Regions from separate parts of the Sus scrofa genome. Here region 1 is linked to region 2. Evidence: chromatin contacts called from public HiChIP or PLAC-seq data. All regions are on one chromosome and are shown on one strand. Each heading gives the region's core, a stretch centred on a gene start, on an enhancer-like site or on the middle of the called end of the contact. The rest is flanking DNA. Distances are from core to core; before and after follow the strand shown.

Region 1 (5,005 bases), core at 370-2,869, 130 kb before region 2:
AGAGATGATAGTCAAACAGTACGGTTTCCTTTTGGGGTTAATAAAAATGTTCTCAAATTTAATTGCGGTGATGGTTGTACAACTCTATGAATATACTAAAAAACATTAAATTCTACACTTTAAATGTGTGAATTTTATGTTATATGAATTATATCTCAGTAAAACTATGATCAAAAAAATGTCATAAGATCCTTACATTACTTAAGAAAAAAGATACTGATTGACTCTAGATCTGGGTAGGTATTTACGTCAACTCTGGTAGAATAACAACAACAACAAAAAAAAAAAACAGTAACTGAAATAGTGTGTATAATGTCTAAACCAGTAAAGGGAAAGTAGAACAATAAGGAAATATCCAATAAATCCCCCAAAAAGGCTAGACTGAAGGACAAAAAAATGTTCCAACCGGGAGTTTACAACAGACCAAGTGACACCCAGCAGTCACACAGTCACATCTATGCTAAGAAGCAGGCTCTTCTGTGTGGGACGAGTGGAGGCTCACACCCTGCCCAATGCCCCTCATGAACAGGGTCCCTGGAGAAACAAACTCCTCATGCAAGGCCTGGGCCCACCAAGCAAATACCACCTTGGGATGGGACACGTCCCTTTGGTCACCAGGGATCAAAAGCATTCCTCCAATTAGTTGAGGCCTATGGGTCTTAGGTTCTGAAGGAAAATGAGTAATTCTGTGCTGAGAAGTCATCTGAATTTTGACACACAAGCTGGTTTGAATGAAGAGTGTACTGGTGGAGTTCCCGTTGTGGCCCAGGGGTAATGAAACCAACCAGTATCCATGAGGATGTGGGTTTGATACCTGGCCTCGCTCAGTGGGTTAAAGATCCGGCGTTGCCATGAGCTGAGGCGTAGGTCACAAATGCAGCTTGGATCCTGTGTTGCTGTGGCTGTGGTACAGGCCTGCAGCTCCACCTCCAGTTCTACCCCTCTCCTGGGACCCTGCATATGCTGCAGGTGCAGCCCTAAAAAGACCAAAAAAAAAAAAGTATACTGGGTTTTTAGGAATGTACTTTTAGCACATCAATGGATGACGGGCTCACACAGGGCTGAGTCCAGAAATGCCTGGCTGCTTTCCTAAGAGGCATGAGTGCACCCAGCATAAGCCATCATAGACAGGGTCCCTGGATTCTCTCTCTAGGGCAGCCTGCTGTCACAGGACAGGTATTTGATTTGTGCTGTGGGTATTCCACGTATTGGAGCCGATTGATGGGAACGCTGTCTATCCCCTGACCAGAGAAGGCTCCCCCACATTCTGGCTGGAGCGTGGAGAGCCTTGCTCTCCTGCTACCCTGGTCTCCCTGTTCCTTTTTCCCTGCTGGCACTGGTACCATAGGGAAGGGGAAGTAAAATTTAAACACCTCTGGAAGGACTGTTCTTGCCTAAGGGCCTACTCAAGTTAAAGGAAAAAGAATCCCTTGATTCCACCTTGGAAGTGAGTTTAATCTTTAACCACACTAAAACACCCTGCCAGGATAAAGTTCCAGATGGCATTTTCTCATGGACAGCTCTGTCCCTGCATCGGCCAGCAGCAACCCTCACCAGCCCCTGCTCCATAGGGCAAGTCGCCATCCTTTTGCTCAAAGCTGGAAAGAGAACAGGGCCCTTCCCTTTGGCCCAAGTTGCAGCTGATCTCTGGCCCAGTTTGGAGACTGGGAAATAGCAGTTACCTACCGTGAATGTGGTCTGAGGCCCAAATGGGAGGGGCCCCATTCTTTCAACACTGTCTAGATCACCTACAAATCGGCCTTCTTTCTCATCAGTCACGTCTTGAATACCCACTTTCTCGAGAACCTTGTGTCCTCACATTCTTCACACACACACCCCCCTAAAGCCTTCCTCATCAATTCCTGTTTCCATTGGTTGTGTTTCAATGTGCCTTGAGAAAGTGGAACTGGAGAGCAGTAGTTAACATCTACTTGGAAATGCATTCTGGAAATCAGAAAGCCATGGATCAACCTCATTCTCAGCTGAAGATGTCCTGATGGCTCCTGGAGCCAAGAGTCTATACCTGTCACAGAGCAGGAGCTGCTGTGAGTCCTGAGTTGAAGGTTCCTCCTGTTCTAAGACTCACTGCCCGTGGTGCTGTTGGGGTGGGGGTGGGGGGCTCTGGATCAGCAGGGTGGGGGGAGCAGCATTCCCTCTACCCTTCTGTCAGCCCAACCAGGCAGCCTATGAGTCAGATCAGAAGCAGGGAAGGACCAGGCAGCTTCTGAAAAATTCACCATCTTCTCTTCCTCTTCATTCACCCTCCAAACAGCCATCTCTAAGTGGCTGTCATCTTAGAAAAACAAACTCCTTGGCCTATATGGACATGTTCCCTTTCTTTAGAACACCACCCCTGACCCCACCCCCATCCCCACCTATTTCAGGCGAACATAATTTACAATTCCCAGAAATGCCTGAGGAGCAGTGCACACGCTTCTGGTGCCAAGCCTGACCGGTTTTACAGATTTTCATTTAGCAGGTGTCTGTTGCTAAATCAGTAGCAGCTGCTAATTGCTTTTCCTTCCTCGAAAATTCAGACAGAATAAAACATCTGGTGTTCTCTCACTTTGGGTTAAAATCAGATTCCTTATCATTCCCCCTTTGGGTTCAATTTTTATTAAAAAGCTGTCAGCCGATGGCTGGAACAGGCAGCAGAGAGCAAGGCCGCCCCAGAGGCAGGGGGACGATTCGAATGGCAACCCAGGAGGAGGAGGCTGCGTCTGGTTGCCAGACCTCAAATGCAGACGCAGGGCTGCTCAGGCACCAGTCCCCACAAGGTGGAGCTTTAAGCCCATGACTGCCTAAGTTACTTGGGGCTTTCCTTTCTTCTTTTTTTTTTTTTTCTTTTTTTTTCAGGGCCACACCCATGGCAAATGGAGATTCTCAGGCTAGGGGTCAAATCGGAGCTACAGCTGTCAGCCACAGCAACATCAGATTCGAGCCATGTGTGCGACCTACACCACAGCTCATGGCAACACGGGATCCTTAACCCACTGAGCAGGGTCAGGAATCGAACCTGGATCCTCATGGATGCTAGTCAGTTTCATTTCCATTGAGCCGCGATGGGAACGCCAGGGCTTCCTTTCTGGAGCAAAGACTCTAGGGATCTCGGCCCCTTCTTGCTGGCAGTGCCCCTCCCTTCCCTGAATCTGTTACAGACACAGCAACTCACATTCCAGCTCCTCTCCACTCTTCCAGGGGAGGAGGGCAGCAGTTCAGTATGCACGTGCTTTTACCGCCATGAACGGGCATCTCAGGGGAAATAACTATACACACTGGGGGAAAATGATGAGGACCCTATCATTTCTAGCTCCAATTCACACCAATGATCTCTTGTGGCTTTTCCGGGCTACCTTTGGGTTTGGGGTGGGGGGTTCCCTCCAAAAAATCTGTTGGATGGTCTCCAAATCTGCTTCCTGACTCTAAGCCAAAAGCATCCATAAAGGTACCTTAATAGCAACTCAAATTATTTTATATTGTTAATAAATAATAATCTTCACTAATCTTTACTGAGCACTTACTACTCTGCATCAGGCATTGTGGTGAGCACTTTACACGCATTACCTTATGGAAGATTTTGAAATTATTATGATTGTCTTCATTTTACAATATGAAACAGGCTCAGAGAAGGGCTCTTGGTTTTGCGGAAGCTGTGATCTGGCAGGATTAGAAACCTGTGCTCTGCTGACTGGGTATTTGATGATATTAAGGAATTATTGATAACATTATAGATACGACAATGACATTGAGATTCCATACATACATAAATACAGAGAGACACGTCCTTATATTTTGAAGATGTATAATGAAATATCTACAGTTAAAATTACATAAAATTTCCTTCAAAATCATCCAGGTTGTGGGGGGGGTAGTAAGAGGAGAGTGAGGTATACTGACTTTATGAACATTGGGCGGAGTTGATAAATGTTGCAAGTGGGTAATAGATGCACTCAGTTTTCCACTTTCACATATTTTTCAATTTTCTACAATACAAAATTATACACATACTATCTATCTACTTCATTTTACAACCTCCTAACTTCGGCAAGGTTTTCCCTGCCACAAACTTCATCGCTAGGTCGGCTCCTACCATCACTTTCCTCAACTGGTACCCATGCAGTACTGGGACTCAGAAAGGATCACCCCTTCCCCTTGGACTTACTAAACCCTCAGGTTGTCTTACGGTCTCAAGTCACTTTGGTGCGTGTGACATAAGGGAGGGCTAGGAGGACAGGTGATGAGGTAAGAGGAGGGCATCATGAGGCAACAGAAAACTGCATTCAGGAGTTCCCATCGTGGTGCAGCGGAAACAAATCGACTAGAAGCCATGAGGTTGTGGGTTCGGTCCCTGGCCTTGCTCAGTGGGTTAAGGATCCAGTGTTGCTGTGAGCTGTGGTGTAGGTTGCAGACGCAGCTCAGATCTGGTGTTGCTGTGGCTATGGTGAAGGCTGGCAGCTGTAGCTCTGATTGGCGCCCTAGACTGGGAACCTCTATATGCCGTGGGTACAGCCCTAAAAAGAAAAAGAAAAAAAAAAGAAAAAAGAGGAGTTCCCGTCGTGGCGCAGTGGTGAACGAATCCAACTAGGAACCATGAGGTTGCGGGTTCGGTCCCTGCCCTTGCTCAGTGGGTTAACGATCCGGCGTTGCCGTGAGCTGTGGTATAGGTTGCAGACGCGGCTCGGATCCCGTGTTGCTGTGGCTCTGGCGTAGGCCGGTGGCTACAGCTCCGATTCGACCCCTAGCCCGGGAACCTCCATATGCCGCGGGAGCGGCCCAAGAAATAGCAACAACAACAACAAAAGACAAAAAAGAAAAAAAAAAGAAAAAAGAAAACTGCATTCATCTTCTCAGTGACCACCTGACAAAGGATTACTGGATTGAATCCTTAAGTAACTGTGATGTAGGTAACATTATAATTCCTGTTTTACAGATGAGGAAACCGAGTGAAGTAGCTTAACTAAACCCCGAAGTCTCTTCCAAAGAACAGCTGCTACCCAAGGGCATC
Region 2 (4,887 bases), core at 463-2,962:
CCGAGAGCAGGGGACGGGGAAACTACACGCGAGGCCCGGGGCAAAGTGCTGGCTCTAACTTGTCCCCACGGCTGTCTGGGGAGCCCCCCGCGCTTCTCCAGTGGCCACCAACGAGGCAGGGTGGAAACGAGCCGTTGGCCAATCTAAAAGGAAGGAGAGGAAAAAAAAAAAAGGTCTCAAAGAGGCAATTGCATCGGGAATTACGAAGCGGGGAGGGGTAACTAGCGAGGGAGGAAAAGGGGAACAGGGGCAGTGGCGAAGCAAGCAGGGAGGGGTCAGGGGAAGTCGGAGGCCGGGAGGGTCAGAGCGAGGGCCGAGGGGACCCAGCAGCGCGGCGGGAGCGAACCGGGGGGCGACGGCGAAGGGACACGCGGAGGCCAGGAGGGGAGCTGGCGGGGCAGGGCAGGCGGGGAGGGCGACAGGGCTGGCGGGGGCGCCGGACTCCTCGTCTCACGCACTCGCCACAGGGGATCGCTTACTCCTGCAACCGCGTGGCCGTCTCTGCCCCCAGCGAGCAACTTCGCCGCCGACCGGCCCCTCCGAGCCAATTTAGAGCCGTCCCGGTCCAGCCTCCCGCCCCCGGGTACACCCCCGAGCCCCCAGCTCCACCCCCGGCCCCAGACGCCCGCCCTCCAGGCAGCACCTCCCCCAGCCCGCGGCCCGCCCGGGACCTGCCCCCTCGCGCGGGCAGCGGCGGGAGGAAGCGGGGAGGGAGGGAGGGAAGGCGGGCGGGAGGCCGGGCCAGCCGGGGGCTGGGCTCCGGCCGGCCCGCTCCCTCCGCCCCGGCGCCGCACCTCCCGCGCCTCCCGCCCGGCCCCGGGGACGGGCCGCCGCGCCCCTCGGGGCTCCACTCACCGGCAGCTCGGCCCGCGGCCCCGGCTCGGGCGCCCACTCGGCTCCCCGCGCTCCCCGCGCCCCGGCTCTCGGCTCCCCCGGCGGCCGCAGCGGCCGCCGCACTCGGCTCCTCCTCCCGGTCTTCCTCCCCTGCAGCAGCCGCGCTCGCTTCCTCCTTCTTCCCCTCCCTCTCTCCTCCCCCTCGCCGCCGCCACCGCCTCCCCGCTCCCGTCCGGCTTGGCCCCGGGCCCCCTCGCGCCCTCGAGCCGCGGCCACCCCGCCGCGCCTCCTCCCCCCTCTCCGGCCTCCCCCCCACATTCGCTCCCACCCTTCACACCTCCCACCCTCCCTCTTTTCTCCGCTCCCTCCCCTCCCTCCCCCGGGCTCAGTCCCCGCCTCCTTCCCCTCCTCCCCGGCCTGCCTCGCGTTCTGCACTTGCCGAGCCAGCACGCGTGCACGGCCACCTTCCTGCACCATGGTCTACGGAATTCGCCTCCTCCGCGAAGCCGTTTTGACCGACTCCACCTCCTATGACCCGGTTCCCCAGGACACATCTTTGTACGCCCTGCACCTAGTAGGCGCTTAGCCGGCCCTCGCCAAGTTCTTGGGGAATGGACGAGCCGTTGCTAGTGATGAGCGGCTGGGCAGGCTTGGCTTTGGGAGGTTTGTTGGGTGGGATCTTCTACTCCTCGCCTCTCCTCCGGTCCACTCGGAAAACAGCCGACTTGGGCAGGGCCAGGAAGGCATCTTCTCTCACCTTTCTAGACACAGCCGTACCCTCCACTCCAGTCCTAGGACGAGGCATCTTACTTTGCTAGGCTCTTCCCCTTCCAGCTCTGCTCCGGTGTTTCTCCCTCTAACCTCCGCCTGCCACACCTTCCTGCTCAACCGTACTGGAGCTGAAGGAAAAGAAGCTTCCCCTGACCTCTTTCCCTGCCCCCCTCCCTGCAACGGAGCAGCTGTTTCCCAACCTGCACTTGGCCAAGAGTCCTGCCTCTGAAAGGCCGGCCAGGACAGTGTGGGTGGGGGCCAAGAATTGGATAAGGGCTGCTGATTGAAACAGGGCCCCCCTTCCCTGCTGCCTTTTACCCGTAGACTGTGGTTTACTTTTCTTTGGGCAGGAAACAGGAAAAAGACCTTTATAGAATCGACCTCGTGTTGATTTAATATTTATTGAAGACTCACAAAGAATTAGGAGAATATCCAGAAAAACATGGTTAGGCACCTTGCCTGGGAAACACTTTCTGGTATTGGCTGCAAGCCAGACTCAAAACATAAAATACAGTCTAATGTGTTATCAGGCTATTGTCCTCCCATCCTTTACAAGTGTGGTTTTCCCCACAAGTAGAGCTGCAGAGCCAGGTAGCCTTGTCTAATTCCAAGCTTTGTACAGCATCTACCATAGGCCTGATGCTCTTCAAACGCTAATTAATAAAGAACAAGGACAAACAAGACTGATTCAGCGGCAGAGTCCTGTCGTGGCTCAGCAGAAATGAATTCCGCTAGGAACCATGAGGTTGCGGGTTCGATCCCTGGCCTTGCTCAGTGGATTAAGGATCCTGCATTGCCGAGAGCTGTGGTGTAGGCCGAAGATGCAGCTCGGATCTGGCATGGCTGTGGCGTAGGCCGGCAGCTGTAGCTCCAATTCGACCCCTAGCCTGGGAATCTCCATGTGCCATGGATGCAGCCCTAAAAAAAAAAAAAAAAAAAAAAAAATTGGTTTAGCAGCTCACTCCACTGAATTCATTTTTCATAGGTGTTTTGTTAAATCCTCTGCAGCGTAACATTAAGGATAATAAAGCTGTGGAGCTCCTGGCATTGACTGCAGCCTGAGATCTTAGGTTCCTCTCTTCAAGGAAGGAGCAATGAGGTTATAACTCAGTAAAAGGCTTCCTTACCGCTGAACTTCCCTTGGGATTTTGGCCTGGAGGGTCCTGTGTTTGCAAAATGACCCTCTTTAGTAACTGGAGCCAGGCCAACTTCCTCACCTGAGGCACAAAATCCTCTCTTCCAAAAGTAGAATAAGCCAAGTGTTGAACCACCCAGGATTCAATTCCTCTTACTTCCCAGTTGGGCAACTGACCTCTTTGGGGCCTCAGTTTCCATCTATCAGCTGAAGGGTCGTCAGTTATCTAGTATCTGATTCCTAGGATTATGCACATTTAAATGAGTTGAATTAGGTAGCACACTCTGCAGTGTCTGGTGCATAAAAAGTGCTCAATAAATGCTCCCCGTTCTCCTCATCCAGTTCCACATCGGTGCAGGCAAGCCCGCACACGTGCAAACACTCTCACATTCAGTGCCTTCCCCCACATCTGCATAAACAAGCCTACCCAGGCTTCGGAGCCCACGTGAAATTGCACTCTCCGCAACCCCCACCCCCAGCTCCCAAGAGCTCTCTCCCTCCTCTGAACCTCAACAGCCGTTATTGCCTGCACTACTCATTTTATTCTGAATCACATACTGCCTTCCATTGTTCTCTCATTGTTAGTTCTGTCTCCCACACTCAGATCTTTGACAGCAGGGACGGGTCTTCATCTTTTCTAAACCCCATCTCGGCACCTAGCAGAGTGGCAAACAATAAGGCACTCAGCAGAGACTAGGGGAATGTTGTCCCTCCCCATAGGTAAAAGGCAAATAAAAACTGAGCTGAAATGGTGGGTCGGATTTTGGAAACTCAAAAAAAGCTTCAGGCAGAGGTCCTGATCATTTCCTTGCTGGGACACAGGCCAAAGGCGTCTTGTCTCCAAACAGTAACAAGAGCAAACGAACTCGGCTTTTTTTAAGTAGAAGCTTGAAGGGCAGTGAAAAGGGAACGTGGACAGTGGGGAAAGTCACCTCTGGGGAAAGGCATTTTTTTCCGGGCTTCTGTGTGCTCAGGTAAAATGAGGCGGGGGGCAGTGAACTAGAACTGTTTCTAAGCTGCCTGCTGGCTCTAGGAGTCCATGACTCCAGGAACTCAGCCTTCCTGCCTTTCATCCAAGTCAGGTTTGAACTGTAAGGCAGAAAGCTGATCTAACTGGCTAGGTGATCCGAGCTACCTCTCTGCCTGTTGAGACACTACCCTAAATTCTTTTGTCCAACGTCCCTTTCCAGCTGTGAACTCAGCTGACCTCCTCTGGAGGGCAAAGAGTCAGAAAGCATTACCTCTGTCATATCATGGACTAGCAGGTGCAGAAAGGTGAAGTGACTCGCCTAAGATCACACAGGCTTGTAGCAGAGCCAGGGCTAGAATCGGGGCTTCAACAAGCATGGGTCGGAGCAAGCTTGCTCACTGACTTGACCATCTTGACTCTTCTCCTCCTCCACTTTATATTCTTTGAATCCACTCAGTCTAACCTGAAAATCAAAAGCATGCATGATCACCCATTAGCAAAAAACAGTGTATGATCCTGATAAGAAGTGCCGTCAGTCAAAATATGCTGCAGGTGTATGGAGGGGAATAAAGAGAGAAGCCTTTTTGTCTTGATCTATCTGCTTACTGCTGCCCCCCCCCCATTCTTTCAACGCCAGCATTCATTGCGCAATTATTTCCTGAGCTTCTATTATGTGTATAGGAATATACCAGATATGGAGGCAATCTCTGCCTTCAGGGAGCTTCAAATCTAGCCAGGGAGACAAGAGGAACAAACAAGGAAGTTGGGAGGGAGGGAGGTTATACAGTGAAGGAGGTACAAACACAAACCCAGTGGGTAAGAGCTGCTGCCACCAGAGCCCATCTTGCATATTTCAAGTGAGCCTCATGGGCAATGAGGTAAAGCAATTCAGTAGTTCAACACCAGGCAAAACTCATCTGTGGGGGAACAGGTCAGCATGGCTGTGAAAGGAAACCAAATCTGTCACTCCAAAAGATGCCTCTTCTGGAGTACCCTTGGTGGCACAGTGGTTAACAAATCCGACTAGGAACCATGAGGTTGAGGGTTCCTGGCATTGCTCAGTGGGTTAAGGATCCAGCGTTGCCATGAGCTGTGGTCTAAGTCGCAGACACGGCTCAGATCCCGCGTGGCTGTGGTTCTGGTGTAGGCCGGAGGCTATAGCTCTGATTTCGACCCC

Evidence for each region. HiChIP or PLAC-seq counts read pairs in DNA pulled down with a chosen protein or histone mark.
Region 1: a contact with region 2 is called in an H3K27ac HiChIP or PLAC-seq map of skeletal muscle, with 4 times the contacts expected there. The contact joins the enhancer-like site here to the promoter of TMEM164 in region 2. A contact is called at or near these places in 1 of 5 promoter capture datasets (liver), 4 of 47 Hi-C or Micro-C datasets (embryonic fibroblasts, fetal skeletal muscle, heart right ventricle and 1 more) and 1 of 2 datasets of contacts at active chromatin or transcription factors (skeletal muscle).

The regions. Positions count from the first base shown.
Region 1 is chrX:90,231,010-90,236,014 of Sscrofa11.1, reverse strand. All of the region lies in intron 3 of TMEM164 (transmembrane protein 164), which reads right to left. Among named protein-coding and RNA genes, the nearest start is that of MIR652, 67 kb to the right of the region's middle. Within about 2 kb of position 1,619, at least 8 of the 83 cell types and tissues checked have an H3K27ac peak or open chromatin away from gene starts, as enhancers often do. A contact at or near this core is called in skeletal muscle, where this site is marked.
Region 2 is chrX:90,102,118-90,107,004 of Sscrofa11.1, reverse strand. TMEM164 (transmembrane protein 164) reads right to left here and starts at 1,712. Exons shown (of 6, transcript XM_021080004.1): 1 at 1,592-1,712. The coding sequence starts at 1,639.